2 separate regions of the Capra hircus genome follow, and region 2 is linked to region 1. The links are chromatin contacts, called in public Hi-C maps. All regions are on one chromosome and are shown on one strand. The core of a region is the stretch at or near the end of the contact, and the rest is flanking DNA. Distances in the headings are between cores, read along the strand shown.

Region 1 (3,737 bases), core at 1,126-3,625:
AAGAGTGATGATATCTTTTGTAATCAGACAAAATAAGCATGCTTTGCCGTTTTTAGACTCCAGGATGCGTTTGTACATGTATTTCCGAACTTATGTGGCCACTCAGCATGGAAGTGTTGGGAGAACAGTGCTTTTGTTAATCTCAAGATCTGATAAATTTCGAGTGTCAGTCCAGCACAGCACACAGATGCCTCGACTGGTCTGGGATGGATTCATTAAATAATCTCATGTAATTGAAAGCTGAAGGGACAAGCAGAGACCATGGAGACTGCCCAGTGGGACCACAGACACTTTCCCGCAGCTTGATGACTCATTATCTCACTTGTGATGTTTTGAAATGAAATTTAGGTCTTGGGCTTATGTTTTCCCATTAGTTCTTCTTAATGAGTTTTGACACACTTCCTTTTGAAAAGAAAAGTGTCTGTTCACCTACCTGCAAGGGAGAGGTATATTCACAAAGAGAACTGTATCTAATCTGTATCTTTCAAAAGTAGATTGCAATATTTTTGGTCAGCTATCTAAAAAATAGCATGTTTGATACCGATCAAAGGAATTAATTGGGAAGACTGTTGAGTCTCAACTTCTAGAAGCTCTATTTTCATTTTCAGAATAAACCTTTAGTAGGATTGGGGATTTCTCCCCAAAGATATTTAGAATGGCTCTTCCGCATGATGCTGGGGCTGCGGCTGGGCAGTTTGGAGGCTGATTCTGCTGACCCCTTGTGTTGATGCAGAGTGTAGAGCTGGACAGTGACGATGGAGGAGGCAGTGCTGCCCAGAAGCAGAAAATTTCCTTCCTGGAGAATAATCTGGAGCAGCTCACCAAGGTTCACAAACAGGTAGGAGGGTTGTGCCAGCTTGCCCCTGCTTCTCCTTCTCTCCTGGAAGGGAGACTCACTGCATTTGGCTCCACTGAGGGAGGAGCTCTGATACGGAGGGTAAAAGGACTACAGCGTCACCAGGGAACATCAGCGTCAGAAGGGACCTTGAACTCTTAGTCTTCAGTGGCTCCCTTTGTATATAAAATACTGTCTTTGAAGGAAGCCAAATAAAAAGAATAGAGTGTGAGCTCTCTGGGGATTGGAGAGCAGGGTGTTCAGTCGTGTCTTTTCATTCTGCCTCCCTTTCCAGCCTCTGCGCCCAGCTGGCCTCGGTGTGTCCCATGATGCTTTTGAGGACACTCTGTGGACCCAAAGACTCCACAGTACACAAAGCAGAGGACACTGAGTTGGTTCAGGCTTCCTGTTTCTAGAGACGAGAAACAGACTAGGAGGGGAAGCCACGGGCTTCATCCCACAAGTGGGAGAACTGGGGCCGGCACCAGACCCCGTTCTGCTTGCTCTGTTTCTTGGGCATCCTCTCAGGTCCCCGCGACACCCTGGAGTTTGTTTAGAGCGACAGAGAGCAATAACCATGTCCAAACCCACTGATGACTCAGGCAGGTTGTTTGTCTCCTTTCTGCTTATTTTTTAAAATTTGCTTTTAATTGGAAGATAATTGCTTCACAGTATCGTGCTGGTTTCTGTCGTACATCAGCATGAATGAGCCATAGGCGTACACATGTCCCCTTCCTCTTGGCCCTCTGCTCTCTGTTTAAATGCGGAAATGTTCGTGATGGCTTCCCCTAAATCCTCAAGATTTGGGATCTGAAAAAAAAGGTTCAGCTTTGCAATGGACCACATGCTCTAGGGGATGTCATTTCTCTTTGACTCGTTACATGCCCTTCAACGTTACTGATGACAGCACTTTTGCCCAAAGGGAGGATGACAGATTCAACGTGGTTGAAGTCATTCAAGCAAACTGTTGAAGACAAACAGAAAAGCGGAAACTGCTGGGGACTTGAAATTGAGTCCTGAGATTCGTTAATTATTTTATTCAAGAATTCAGTGAATATTTATTAAAAACCTACTCTGTACCGGGCACTGGGGCTGGGACTGGGTGGGGAGATGGGGTAAAGAAAACAGGTGTGGACCTAGGAATAGTTCAACCCATATAGCACTCCTGATTTTCAAATATTTCCTGACCCACTTGCATTCCCACAATGGTCCTTTTATGTAGTATGTGGACTTAATAGTGGTTGAATGACTCATACCTGGTCAGATGACCAGGAAATAACAGAACTGGCTTTTGGCCCATCCTCAACCTCGGGTGAGTCTGTTCCTTCTGAATTGAGAGTCTTGGATCATAAAGAATGAGCAGTATTCCTGGGTTACTTAGACCCTGGCTACACTCCAAACCTTGTGCTGCTGTGGACAACATGTCCTCTCTGAAGGAGGCCTTCAGAGAGCTCAAGAACATGAATGCCTTTCGAGAGCATGTCCGAGCTGGCCTTGTGTTTCTTAGCTTTCACATGCCAGCGTCGGAGTTGTCAATTTTCTCCCGCAAGTTCCCCCTCGCCCCTCAAACAAAAGAAGCAAATCCCACCCAAGCCTGAATGTTTCCCACAGTTGGAAATGGCTTCTAATTCTAGCCTACTCCCCTCTCCACTTTCTCCAAACTGTGAATACTGTGTTTGGCAAATCTGAGTCTCGGGGTGTGGGGTTTTTATTCCCCTTGGGTGCTCCCAGAGTTTATGGTCTTATGCACTTTCCAGAACAGCCTGGCAGGGGGTGGCGGTTCTAACTGCTCCTCTGTGGCCTTCTCAGCCCCCCAGCGCGGGGTCTGCTGCTCCTGCCTCCCCTTCCGCTAACTCCCCAGCTCTCCCTTCCCTGCAGCTGGTCCGGGACAATGCAGACCTGCGCTGTGAGCTGCCCAAGCTGGAGAAGCGCCTGCGCGCCACGGCCGAGCGCGTGAAGGCGCTGGAGAGCGCGCTGAAGGAGGCCAAGGAGAACGCCATGCGGGACCGCAAGCGCTACCAGCAGGAGGTGGACCGCATCAAGGAGGCCGTGCGGGCCAAGAACATGGCCAGGAGAGCTCACTCGGCCCAGATCGGTACGTGCGCCTGTACCCGGGCCCTTGATATAAGGCGAGGGCTCCACGGGCCAGATGCCCTGTGCAGGCCAGCCGGGGCCTCCCAGTACCTGGCGTCCATCCTGGCAAGATGGGATCGCCAGACACGTGCTTCCTTGAGATTCCAGAGGACATGGTGATCTTCAAAATTACCGAGCTGAGCAAAGAAGCCAGCCAGCCCTGGCTGCCGGCAGAGGGGTTTGGCTGTAAACAGAGGTACACTCTCCCAGAGATACCAGAGTATAGGGCTTGCTCAGCAAAGCCTGCAGGCCCCTCGTGGTCTGCACCTGGCAGAACCATGAAGGAGCTGCATGTAGCTAGAAGCCTCAGGGAGAGTCTCTTGCAAGTACAGGTCTGGAAATACCCTGGAGAGAGCCAGGCCTGGCATCAGTGAGTGCATGGGGGGTTGGACATCTAGCCCCTTCCTTCTACCTGCAAAGACTGAGAGTGTAGCTGTTGAGTCATAGTTCCTGGGATAGAGCCATAGGAGGAAAATAGATTTAGGGATGTCTCTAGAGAGCATTTTTTTCTTCTTCTTAGATGGAAATATCTCCAATAACATGTAATATTTCTTATCAGATACTGCTCTGCAGATGTTTGGGAAACCAGCAATTCCTTGTTTCTAGTTTTAAGATCATAGATTAGTGCTTTACTGCGTTTACTGGATTTTTATACCCTTGGAAAATCTCCTGAAACCTGTGGACCTCTTCCCCTAAAAATGCATCACAGACAGAATTCTGCATCCAGTTATAGGGAGATGCTGTTGGAACTCATCGGGACCTACAGATC
Region 2 (3,769 bases), core at 672-3,171, 680 kb after region 1:
TTAAGATAAGAAATTATAGCCCAGGGTGTTTTTCATTTCTAGTACTCACTAAATCTTAACTTTGAGAAGAAACAATATATACTTCTATCTTAAGATTAAAATAAAATTTATTAATATTTGTAACTGAAAGACATACACAGAAATTAAAATTTGATAATAGTGGCTCATTATTTTTTTTAAAGTATAGCTTTATAAATGTTAATTTCCAAAAAGTTACTTTTCTAAGTATTTCTTTAACATCCAAATTTTCTTAATTCTAAAAATAATTTTCTTCCTTAATGAAACTACTGAATGCTAATTTTAACTAACAGTAAGCACACTAATTCAATTTAATTTGAATAACGTCTATCAGTAAGGATGGAAAAAATAAAATTTGAAATTATTTTTAATAAAAAAGATTTAAAGCAATGGAGAACTTTAACCAGGAGTGAGGTCCAGAGGTCCCTCAAAGTTGTGAATTCAAATGATTCTTATACTTCTGCGCTTAAAACTGTAGGGTTTTCAAGAAGTCCTAAATGATTTATATTTACCTAGGCTATAATTATAAAAAAATAATTCCTACTTCAACTTATAATCTAGCTTTCAAAATGTATTTAATTACTCACTGCCAAACCAGATGATGGGTCAATAAAGTCAGCCCAATAGCCTTCAGCTCGGAGGGCATAGCAAATTTCCTTAGCACCGCTGATGAACTGCACAGAAAAAGACACAAATATATTATGCTCAAGATAGCATCACTACAGATTGTTTTATTTTTCAATAAAATTTTAAAAATAAATATCTTTTGCCTCAGATAGAGAACACAAGATTAATAAAAAATTAAAACTAATGATAAATTAGGGGTTATAGTCTTAAGATTATTTTCACCAGTCCAAATGATTAATGGTTAATATAAAACTTTCATTTTTTTAAAGTCTAAATTGTACATTTTTTTCTTCTAAATTATTTGTTTTAGGAACTATTTCTAATCACTTTTGTGCTATTAACTCCCAAATTTGTCAAGGATTATAAACTATAGTTGCTATTTTGTATCACTATAGAAATTTCAAAATAAGAAAGGGAAAACAAAATATTCATAATGAAAAGATCTGAACCATTCATTTGAATGGAAGTTGTTTAAAAACAGGTACTTATTTGTATGTCCTTCAAAAATACACCTATCCAGTCACATAGTCATGAAATATTTCTGACAAGGCACATGAAAATAAGATAAAAGGATAGATTGGGTATAGGGCTGGACAGCATACTTACTTTTCACTATACGCTCCTCTATTTTTCTATGTAGTGTATAAATAATACAGACCATGTACATGCATTACCTATTCAAAATCCTGTGATGTTAACTCCTATGATGCAAAGACTAGCTTTACCAGAACTCTAAGCAGTGAAAAAGACAACAAATATTAGAACCAGATTAGAATGTTAAAAAAAAAGGACAGACTGTAAGTGTTTAAAATCAAGGGCACAATTCCACTTTCAGTCATAATAGAGTAACAGTTATCAAACTTGCCACCTGCTGAAAACCACAAAAACGACTGAAATACATGACGCAACTGTTTTGAGACACTGAACAATAGGCAGACACAAAATTGTAGTCTTCAAGAGAAGGGAAACAAATAAGGTGATCCCCATATATGCTTTAGCCTTCTGTCTGAGGACACTGTCCTGTTTCAGGACAAAGAAGTGGAGCCCAAGCAAAGTGACAGTGTCACTGAGCTGAGGCAGTAGAAAGCAACAGGTCTGGACAGCTGTAGCATCTGGACTTTGTGGGGTAGAGTGCTGGAAAAGAGCGTGACGCACAATAGGGTTTCAAAGCAGTCTGTAGAACAGTCTTTCCTGGTTCAGTAGCCTCATGCTGAGCTGTGCAGACACAGGGTGAGATTTCTTGAGGTCGAGCAGAGTGCCAACTGCAAGGCTGCAGCTGAATAGTGTTATCAGGGGTCATGCAGCGCTGGGTAACATGAATTTCAGGCCCACCCTGAGTGATGAGAACTCACTGAGCATCTCTGGCATTCAGCTGGTTCAAAGTCCAAGCTAAAGTTAGGCACATGGGCCATACTCTAAATAAGGGATGAGGAAGTGATAGTCAGAGAGCCGTCAAACTGAGCTGCCGCCTGTGTGTATAAATACAGTTTTGGTGAAATGTAGCCATGCCTATTCATTTATATATTGTCTATGGTTTCTTAGGGATTCCCTGGTGGCTCAGATGGTAAAGCGTCTGCCCGCAATGCGGGAGACCCAGGTTTGATCCCTGGGTCAGGAAGATCCCCTGGAGAAGGAAATGGCAACCCACTCCAGTACTCTTGCCTAGAAAATTCCATGGATGGAGGAGCCTGGTGGGCTATAGTCCATGGGGTCGCAAAGAGCTGGACACGACTGAGTGACTTCACTTCACTTTATATGGTTTCTTTAACAATACAAGGGTAAAACTGAGTAGTTGAGAGCCTATGACCTACAAAACCTAAAAAGCTACCATCTGGCTCCTTAGAAAAAGTTTATTGATCCCTCCTATAGATATACAACCTAAACTAACCTATGTTCTCTAAATACAGGCATATCTCATTTTTTGGACTTCACTGTACTTCACAGATAATGTGTTGTTTTACAAGTTGAAGGCCTGTGGCAACCCTGTGTCCAGCAAGTCTATTGATGACATTTTTCCAGTAATATTTGCTCACTTCATGTCTCTGTGTCACATTTTTGTAATTCTCTCAGTATTCCAAGCTTTTTCATCTATTATTATATTTATGATGATCTGTAGTCACTGACCTTTACTGATGTTTTACTACTATGACTCACTGAAGGCTAAGATGACGGTTAGCATTTTTTAGCAACAAAGTATTTTAAAATTATGGTATGCATTTTTTAAGACAATGCTATTACACATTTAATAGACTATAGTATAACATAAACATAACTTTTATAAGCACTGGAAACCAAGATATCCATGTAACTCACTTTATTGCCATATCAGCTTTACTGTGATGGAGCCGAATCAGCAATATCTCCAAGGTATGCCTAAACTTTTTTGTAAACTAATGAAAAAATTTACAAATACTGCATTCTTTAGGTTATCTATGTAATATTTGCACTTACTGCTATATTTCATTAATCCTTGCAATTCTTAAAAAGCAGGAAAACTGAATATGGTCTAGAAAAGTCATTAAAATTATGTATCAATTTAGTAAGACATACACAAAAACTACAAGGTGAACAAAACAATGTATTTAAATGTTTGCAAAGATTAAGAATGCCAAATGATCACAGAAAGAACCAGTTTAAATGTTTATCTTGTTCTGCTCATCAACAGGAAACACTGACATCTGCTGGAAAAAACTAGGATAGATTTAAACCACAAAAGATAAAATATCTACAAGTGTGATCCTAAAATAATCACTAACATATCTAAAATAGAAAGAGATGTTTTCTTTTCCATAAAAAATAAAACAGCTTTAGTCACTATAAAATTAAAAATCACATGAAAAAGTATAGTGCCATTTCAAAAACCTGAAAATTTGTTATAGAAAACTGAGTTATATTTATACTGGAGTCAGTATCAAATGAGGCTCAGAATCTTAGATGAATCAGAAAGTAGGACTTACAATGCAATGTACATGTGAGAACAAACTCTCCAGCATCTAAATGATAGTGATGATAAACTACTCCTGGTCTTAATATATAAACAGTATATGTTTACTGAGTTATTGTATATTTAAATTTCAACTCATCAAATTCAGATCTTCTAAAAATCAGAGACAATGTCTTATGC

Evidence for each region. Hi-C and Micro-C count contacts between places; a contact is called where the count stands out from the background.
Region 2: a contact with region 1 is called in a Hi-C map of blood, with 6 times the contacts expected there. The contact joins two enhancer-like sites. A contact is called at or near these places in 3 of 5 Hi-C or Micro-C datasets (blood and liver).

Annotation. Positions count from the first base shown.
Region 1 is chr2:89,028,621-89,032,357 of ARS1.2, forward strand. It overlaps KIF5C (kinesin heavy chain), which reads left to right. Exons shown (of 26, transcript XM_018062660.1): 23 at 734-838; 24 at 2,714-2,930. Among named protein-coding and RNA genes, the nearest start is that of LYPD6B, 30 kb to the right of the region's middle. Within about 2 kb of position 2,376, at least 3 of the 5 cell types and tissues checked have an H3K27ac peak or open chromatin away from gene starts, as enhancers often do.
Region 2 is chr2:89,705,105-89,708,873 of ARS1.2, forward strand. MMADHC (methylmalonic aciduria and homocystinuria, cblD type) reads right to left here. Exons shown (of 7, transcript NM_001285614.1): 6 at 606-692. Among named protein-coding and RNA genes, the nearest start is that of MMADHC, 14 kb to the right of the region's middle. Within about 2 kb of position 1,922, at least 1 of the 5 cell types and tissues checked has an H3K27ac peak or open chromatin away from gene starts, as enhancers often do.